Regions from separate parts of the Oryza sativa genome. Here region 2 is linked to region 1. The links are chromatin contacts, called in public HiCAR-type maps. All regions are on one chromosome and are shown on one strand. The core of a region is the stretch at or near the end of the contact, and the rest is flanking DNA. Distances in the headings are between cores, read along the strand shown. Region 1 holds the start of LOC4350610 (auxin response factor 23-like). Region 2 holds the start of LOC4350614 (obtusifoliol 14-alpha demethylase).

The links. HiCAR-type assays count read pairs that join an accessible place to other places.
Region 2: a contact with region 1 is called in a HiCAR-type map of leaf, with 2.2 times the contacts expected there. The contact joins the promoter of LOC4350614 here to the promoter of LOC4350610 in region 1. A contact is called at or near these places in 1 of 15 Hi-C or Micro-C datasets (panicle) and 1 of 4 datasets of contacts at active chromatin or transcription factors (leaf).

What each region holds. Positions count from the first base shown.
Region 1 is chr11:20,884,495-20,887,534 of ASM3414082v1, forward strand. LOC4350610 (auxin response factor 23-like) reads right to left here and starts at 1,372. Exons shown (of 15, transcript NM_001404466.1): 1 at 1,073-1,372; 2 at 832-971. The coding sequence starts at 1,139.
Region 2 is chr11:20,992,357-20,995,325 of ASM3414082v1, forward strand. It overlaps LOC4350614 (obtusifoliol 14-alpha demethylase), which reads left to right and starts at 1,377. Exons shown (of 3, transcript XM_015761946.3): 1 at 1,377-1,579; 2 at 1,972-2,454. The coding sequence starts at 1,984.

The DNA of each region.
Region 1 (3,040 bases), core at 122-2,621:
ATGGACAGAGGCAAAGAATTCCAAAATCAGCCACCGAAACACTGATTCCAGCCAAGAAAAAAAATACATTTGCAAGAATGCAGGAAGAACAAATTATCACTAGTTCAGTACCAAGCACGAAAATCCCCAGTTTTTTTTTCTTTTGCGAAGTAAAACACAGAATTCCGAATTTTGGCAACCAAGAAGCCGAATTCGACTCATAGGCGAAGCGATCCGGCACAAAAACTACAGAATTCCCCATTCAAATAGTTCCAATCTCACACTCAGCAACTGCGACAACTCGGAAACTTAGTTCGAACCAGAGAATTGCATACAGTATAACCGAAAAAACTTGGAAAAAACTTCGAATTTTAGAGAGGCAAAACGTAAACCCCAAAACCGCATCACCAAAAATGCTCAAAACCCGCCAAAATTCCACGACACAAACTCAAGAAAGCGAAATTCGCCAACGGCACAGACAAATTCCCCCCAAAATTTATCTTAAAAGATTCCCATCGCCGCTAGGACGCATAAACACCAAAACCTCAAGCATTTGAACAAGTCAAGAAGAAAAAAAACGAGTGGCTTCAAAACAGCTCAAACCCGAAGACGCCACTCGGATCAACAGAAACACGAAGAGAGAGAAAAGAGAGTTGAAAACCAAAAAAACTCTCAAAATCAAACGGCGGAAAAGGACCAGGAAGAGAAATCGAAATGGAACTAATAAACTCTCTAATAAAAAGCGGGGAATCGCGGAGAGGCGAGAAAGGCGGCCGCCGCCACCGCCACCACCCCGCGCCCGAATTGGGCGGCGCGCGCTCTGCTCGACCTCGAGCTCGGACTCGGACTCACCTGCTCGATGTGCCCCTGCGGGAAGTAGAACACCTTCTCCCCAACCCTCGGCACCGTCACCAGCGGCCCCGCGCACGCGCTCCACAGCTCCGTGAACAGCGCGTCCTCCCCTCCTCCTCCTCCTCCTCCGCCGCCGCCGCCTGCTGCAAGCCCAAAGCCCAAAAGCCGGCATCACAAGCCAGCCCACAAAAAACCCACGCGCAAACCCACACACGCCCACCCACCACCGAGAGGAGCTCACCTCGCGCCACCGCCGCGGCAGCAGCATCCCCCTCACCGCCGCCGCCGCCGACCTCCGCCGTCGCCATCACCCCACCAGATCTTCACATCCCCCGCGGCCACGCCCGAATCGCGCGAATTCCCCCGCCGGATTCGCGCCCCCCGCCCCCTCGAATTCCCCTCCGATTCGCAGCAGCAGCACAAGCAGCTTCTCCTCCTCCTCCTCCACCACCTCCTCTTCTTCCTCTCCTCTCCTCTCTTTTGTTTTAAATTTTTTTTTTACTGGGTGAATTTAAGCGAGAAAAAAGAAGAAAAAAAAAACAGTATTGGCACAGCAATTGTGTGAGCTTTAAGGCGGGGGGGGGGGAGGTGGGTGTGTGTTGGCGGTGAGGTTACCGCGGGCGGGAGGAAGAAGAAGCAGAGGGGGTGCAATAATTTCACCGGGATGGGGGCTGGGCTGGGCTGGGTGGGTGGGTTTGGGTTTGGGTGGGTTGGGGGGTTGGGCTTGGGCTGTCTCGCTCCCGCAGACAAGGGGGTAGGTGCAATAAATATTCGTGTTGGGGGTGGATCCGGGGTGTGTCCCCTCGATGGCATTTTCGTGATTCTTTAATGCCGTTGTATACGGCTGTACTATTCTCCTGTCTACTACTATTTTTTTTTAGAGCAGTGGGAAAGAGAACATAGGGTCTGTTTAGTCATAAAAAAAATTGTAGATGTCACATCGGATGTTTAACCGAATATCGGAAAGGTTTTTTTAACACGAATAAAAATAAATAATTTCATAACTCGCCTGGAAACCGCGAGATGAATCTTTTAAGCCTAATTAATCCATCATTAATACATGTGGGTTACTGTAGCACTTATGGCTAATCATGGACTAATTAGGCTTAAAAGATTCGTCTTGCGATTTCCTCCCTAACTATACAATTATTTTTTTCATTTATCTATATTTATGTTTCATGCATCTGTCCAAAGATTTGATGTAATGTTTTTGGGAAAAAAATTTGGGAACTAAACAGGACCATAATACTTTCGGATACTTTTATTATTAAGGATATATACAAGGACAGTGATATCTACTTACTCTATTCCAAAATAAATCCAACCTAAAAATAAATTTCGACAAAACATATATTTAGATTGATTCCTAGGATTGGAATTATTTTGGGACTAACCAATGTAAGATCAAAAGGATGTAGAAAAATAAATGAAACAATAATCAATAATTTATATTTGAATGTTTGTATTATTAATGGTTTAAAAGTGAATTTTGAAAAAATAAAAAATGAAAAATTTAGAGTCAACAATAAAGTTAAGTTTTCAAAAATTTAAGTTTTACCTAAGCTAACAACCAAAAAAAAACGGCTTTTAGAGCCTCAAAAGTACCTTAGGTTCTGGTTTCGACTTCCCATGGGAGCGAATTTTCCAGGATTTAACGGCTTTTATTATCTAAAAACACAACCAAACAATGGGAGTCTTAAAAAAACAATGATGATATAGAATTAGTGAAGTTAGGAATACTCGGTTTTAAGATATTTTGAATCCAAAAATGTGCTAGATAGAACATGAGCTCCAGCATTTGCTTGCTGGCTTATAATGCATAACCAATTTTTGAAAAAATAAAATTTGATTTGAAGTTGATTTTAAGGGTTTTAATCATCGGGAAGTATCTAGTGAGAACCATACCTAAATGTTTAGTAAAATTATTAGAGACAGGTTTAAGCATGAAGTATATTTTTACCAAATCTCAAGTCCAAACTCAATTTTATCTGAGAGAAAAAAAAATCACATTTTATGTGCATAACGTCTCTTACTATTCATCGCAAATTTGAGTTCGAACTTGAGATGTGATGAAAATAAATTTGAGTTGTGAAGAAAAAAAATTCTTCTTTTTTTTACTTCAAAACAAATTTGAGTTCGAACTTGAGATGTGATGACAATAAATTTCATGTCTACACGTACTTCTGAAAAAAAAATTCATAAATCTGTG
Region 2 (2,969 bases), core at 127-2,626, 110 kb after region 1:
AAGGAGTACATTCTCTCCATGCACAGAGCCAGTTATCCTAAACAAAACATACAAACACAATTCGATCATGCCACCTAAAAAGTGGGCACCATCTAGGTCGTCAGTACGAAAACATTAAAATAATGGATGTGGTGTCTCCTAAAAAATTATTACATTTACATAGTGTATTCTGCCAAAAATCACTTCAAACGATGTCCTATAGCTAAAACCACGAAATTAGGCTATACAACTAGACGTACATCTTCACGTTAACGTACTATTGCAGCAACCGTGCACCAATAACTGAAACACGTACACGTACTAGTACCGGTACTAGTAGTACTGTAGTATGATTAATTGATGAACATGACTTGTGCTATAACCACGTTTGTCGATAGTGACACTGTCGTCCCGTTAGACGCAAAACAACAAAATCATTAACGCACGGTAAATTATTTTTAATTTTGTTAAACAAAAATATTATTATATGATATTTTAAAGAGCATAAAAATGTACTCCCTCGTAAAATAAATTAACCTATAATAGGATTTGACTCATGTTCCTGTCTAGATTTAGTATTAGGCTATGTCTCGTACTAAGATTAATTTATTTTGTAATAGATGAAGTATTATTTTGTGACGGAGGGAGTACTGTTTAGAGCATGTACAATAGCACACTATAAGCCAAGCTATAAACATGTATCAAGAAGATAAAAAAATAAGAGAGAAGATCAATGGGACCATAGACTATAAGATACAATGTGTATGATAGGTGAGATCAGATATTAATATTATAGTATACGTGGTTGAGAGGTAACTATTATATTTATTAAAAATTATTATATATATTAGCTATTAAATTGACTAGATTATTTAGAGGGTGAGTCTAATTGTCTAACTCGCGCACCTGCATGAGGGTGTGTTTAGTACACGCTAAAATTGGAAGTTTGGTTGAACTTGGAACGATGTGATGGAAAAGTTGAAAGTTTATGTTTGTAGAAAAGTTTTGATGTGATAGAAAAGTTGGAAGTTCATGTTTATAGGAAAGTTTTGATGTGATGGAAAAGTTGAAAGTTTGAAAAAAAAATTTGCAACTAAACACGGTGTCAGTGTTATTTTGTCTGAGTGTTATTAATGATCCTCAAGTCCCGTGCCTGCCTCGCTCACCCGCAGCTGGCGTGGCCCGCCGGCAAAACCCCCCTCGCCATCGGCGGCCGGCGAGAGAGCGACCCTCCTCTACGGCTCCCGGCTCCACTCACGATCCCCCGCCCATGACACACCCACACCCACCATTGCACATGTGGACGTCGTGTGCTCGTGCAAACACACGTGGTCGCCAGCTAGCGTCACAGCCAGGTGGGGCCCCCCCAAAATCCCCTCCTCCTTCCCCGGCCGCGCATCCTCCCTTCTCCTCTCCTCTGCAAATCTCTGCCGCCCCGGTTTCCCATCTCCGCCCGCAGTAAACCCCTCCTCATTCCCACCACCACCTCTCCTCGGAGGAATCTTTGCTGCTTTCCTTTATATAAACCCCTCTCCAGTCTATACTTCCACTCCACACTCCCCTCCACCCCCCCCCCCACACCCGCAGCAGCAGGGAGAAGGTATGCTCCATCCAAGATCGGATCTCATCATCCTACTGCGTTTCTTGATTTCCTTTTTCTTTTCTTTTTTTTGTTCTCTATCATATGTCCCGGGCGCGGCACATGGCCAAAAACCAGAGAATTTCCGGCGCTGTTCTCTCCGATCTAGAGATTTTCTTTTCTTTTTTTTCTTTCAAAAAGTGACTTTTGTTTGTCATGTGGAAAGATGAGTGTGGAAGAACAATTGTATTTTTTTCCACTGTTTTTGATGCTGCATTTGTGTTCTTTTTCTTTCCTAGAGTGTCTTCGATGCGAACGAGGCTTTGGAATCTTGTTTTTTTTTCTTTTTCGTATGTGTCATCTTGATTAATCTGTATTATCCCTGATCTAATCGATGGCAATTGGTCGAGCAGACGACGACGAAGATGATGGATCTCGCCGACCCAAACCACCGGCTCATCGCCGGCGCGGCGCTGCTGGTGGCCACCCTCGCCTTCATCAAGCTGCTGCTGAGCTCCGCCGGCGGCGGCAAGAAGCGCCTCCCGCCGACCATCCCGGCGGCGCCGCTGGTGGGCGGGCTGCTCCGCTTCATGCGGGGGCCGATCCCGATGATCCGGGAGGAGTACGCCCGCCTCGGCAGCGTCTTCACCGTCCCCATCCTCAGCCGCAAGATCACCTTCCTCATCGGCCCCGAGGTGTCGGCGCACTTCTTCAAGGGGAACGAGGCCGAGATGAGCCAGCAGGAGGTCTACAAGTTCAACGTGCCCACCTTCGGCCCCGGCGTCGTCTTCGACGTCGACTACTCCGTCAGGCAGGAGCAGTTCAGGTTCTTCACCGAGGCGCTCCGCGCCAACAAGCTCCGCAGCTATGTCGACCAGATGGTTGTCGAGGCTGAGGTGAGAATCGCTTCCGTTTCACGCAATTGTTCATATATTGTTAGGATGGTTGTCGCATAGTAACTTAGCATGAGATGCTTGTTCTTGGATATATCATCAAACTTGATTGTAATAGGCTAATGTGTGGTAGAATTTGTTTCGAAGATCAGTCATGCGGATCATTATGCATTGAACTTGTAGTTAGCCCTTAGACAAAAGGATACAATCTCGATATAGATGTGCTATGTCAATTTTGATAGGAAAGCTTGGTGATCTAATATTCAGCATGATTGCTTTTTCTTATATGTATACGTCAATTCAGAGCTGTTGTTAATCCTGTTTGATTACTCAACATGTTGGTGTCATGGTGTGTATCAACACGTCTAATATGTTGTGCGTGGCTTTTCTGGAAGTTAGAACGTGGCTACCATACATCACCTTTTGTCTTTTTTTCTCAAACCCAAATATATCAGTATATGTGCATCACTGTCAACAGTGTTTTCCAGTGGCATGGAGTTCGTGCTAGGAGTATGCTG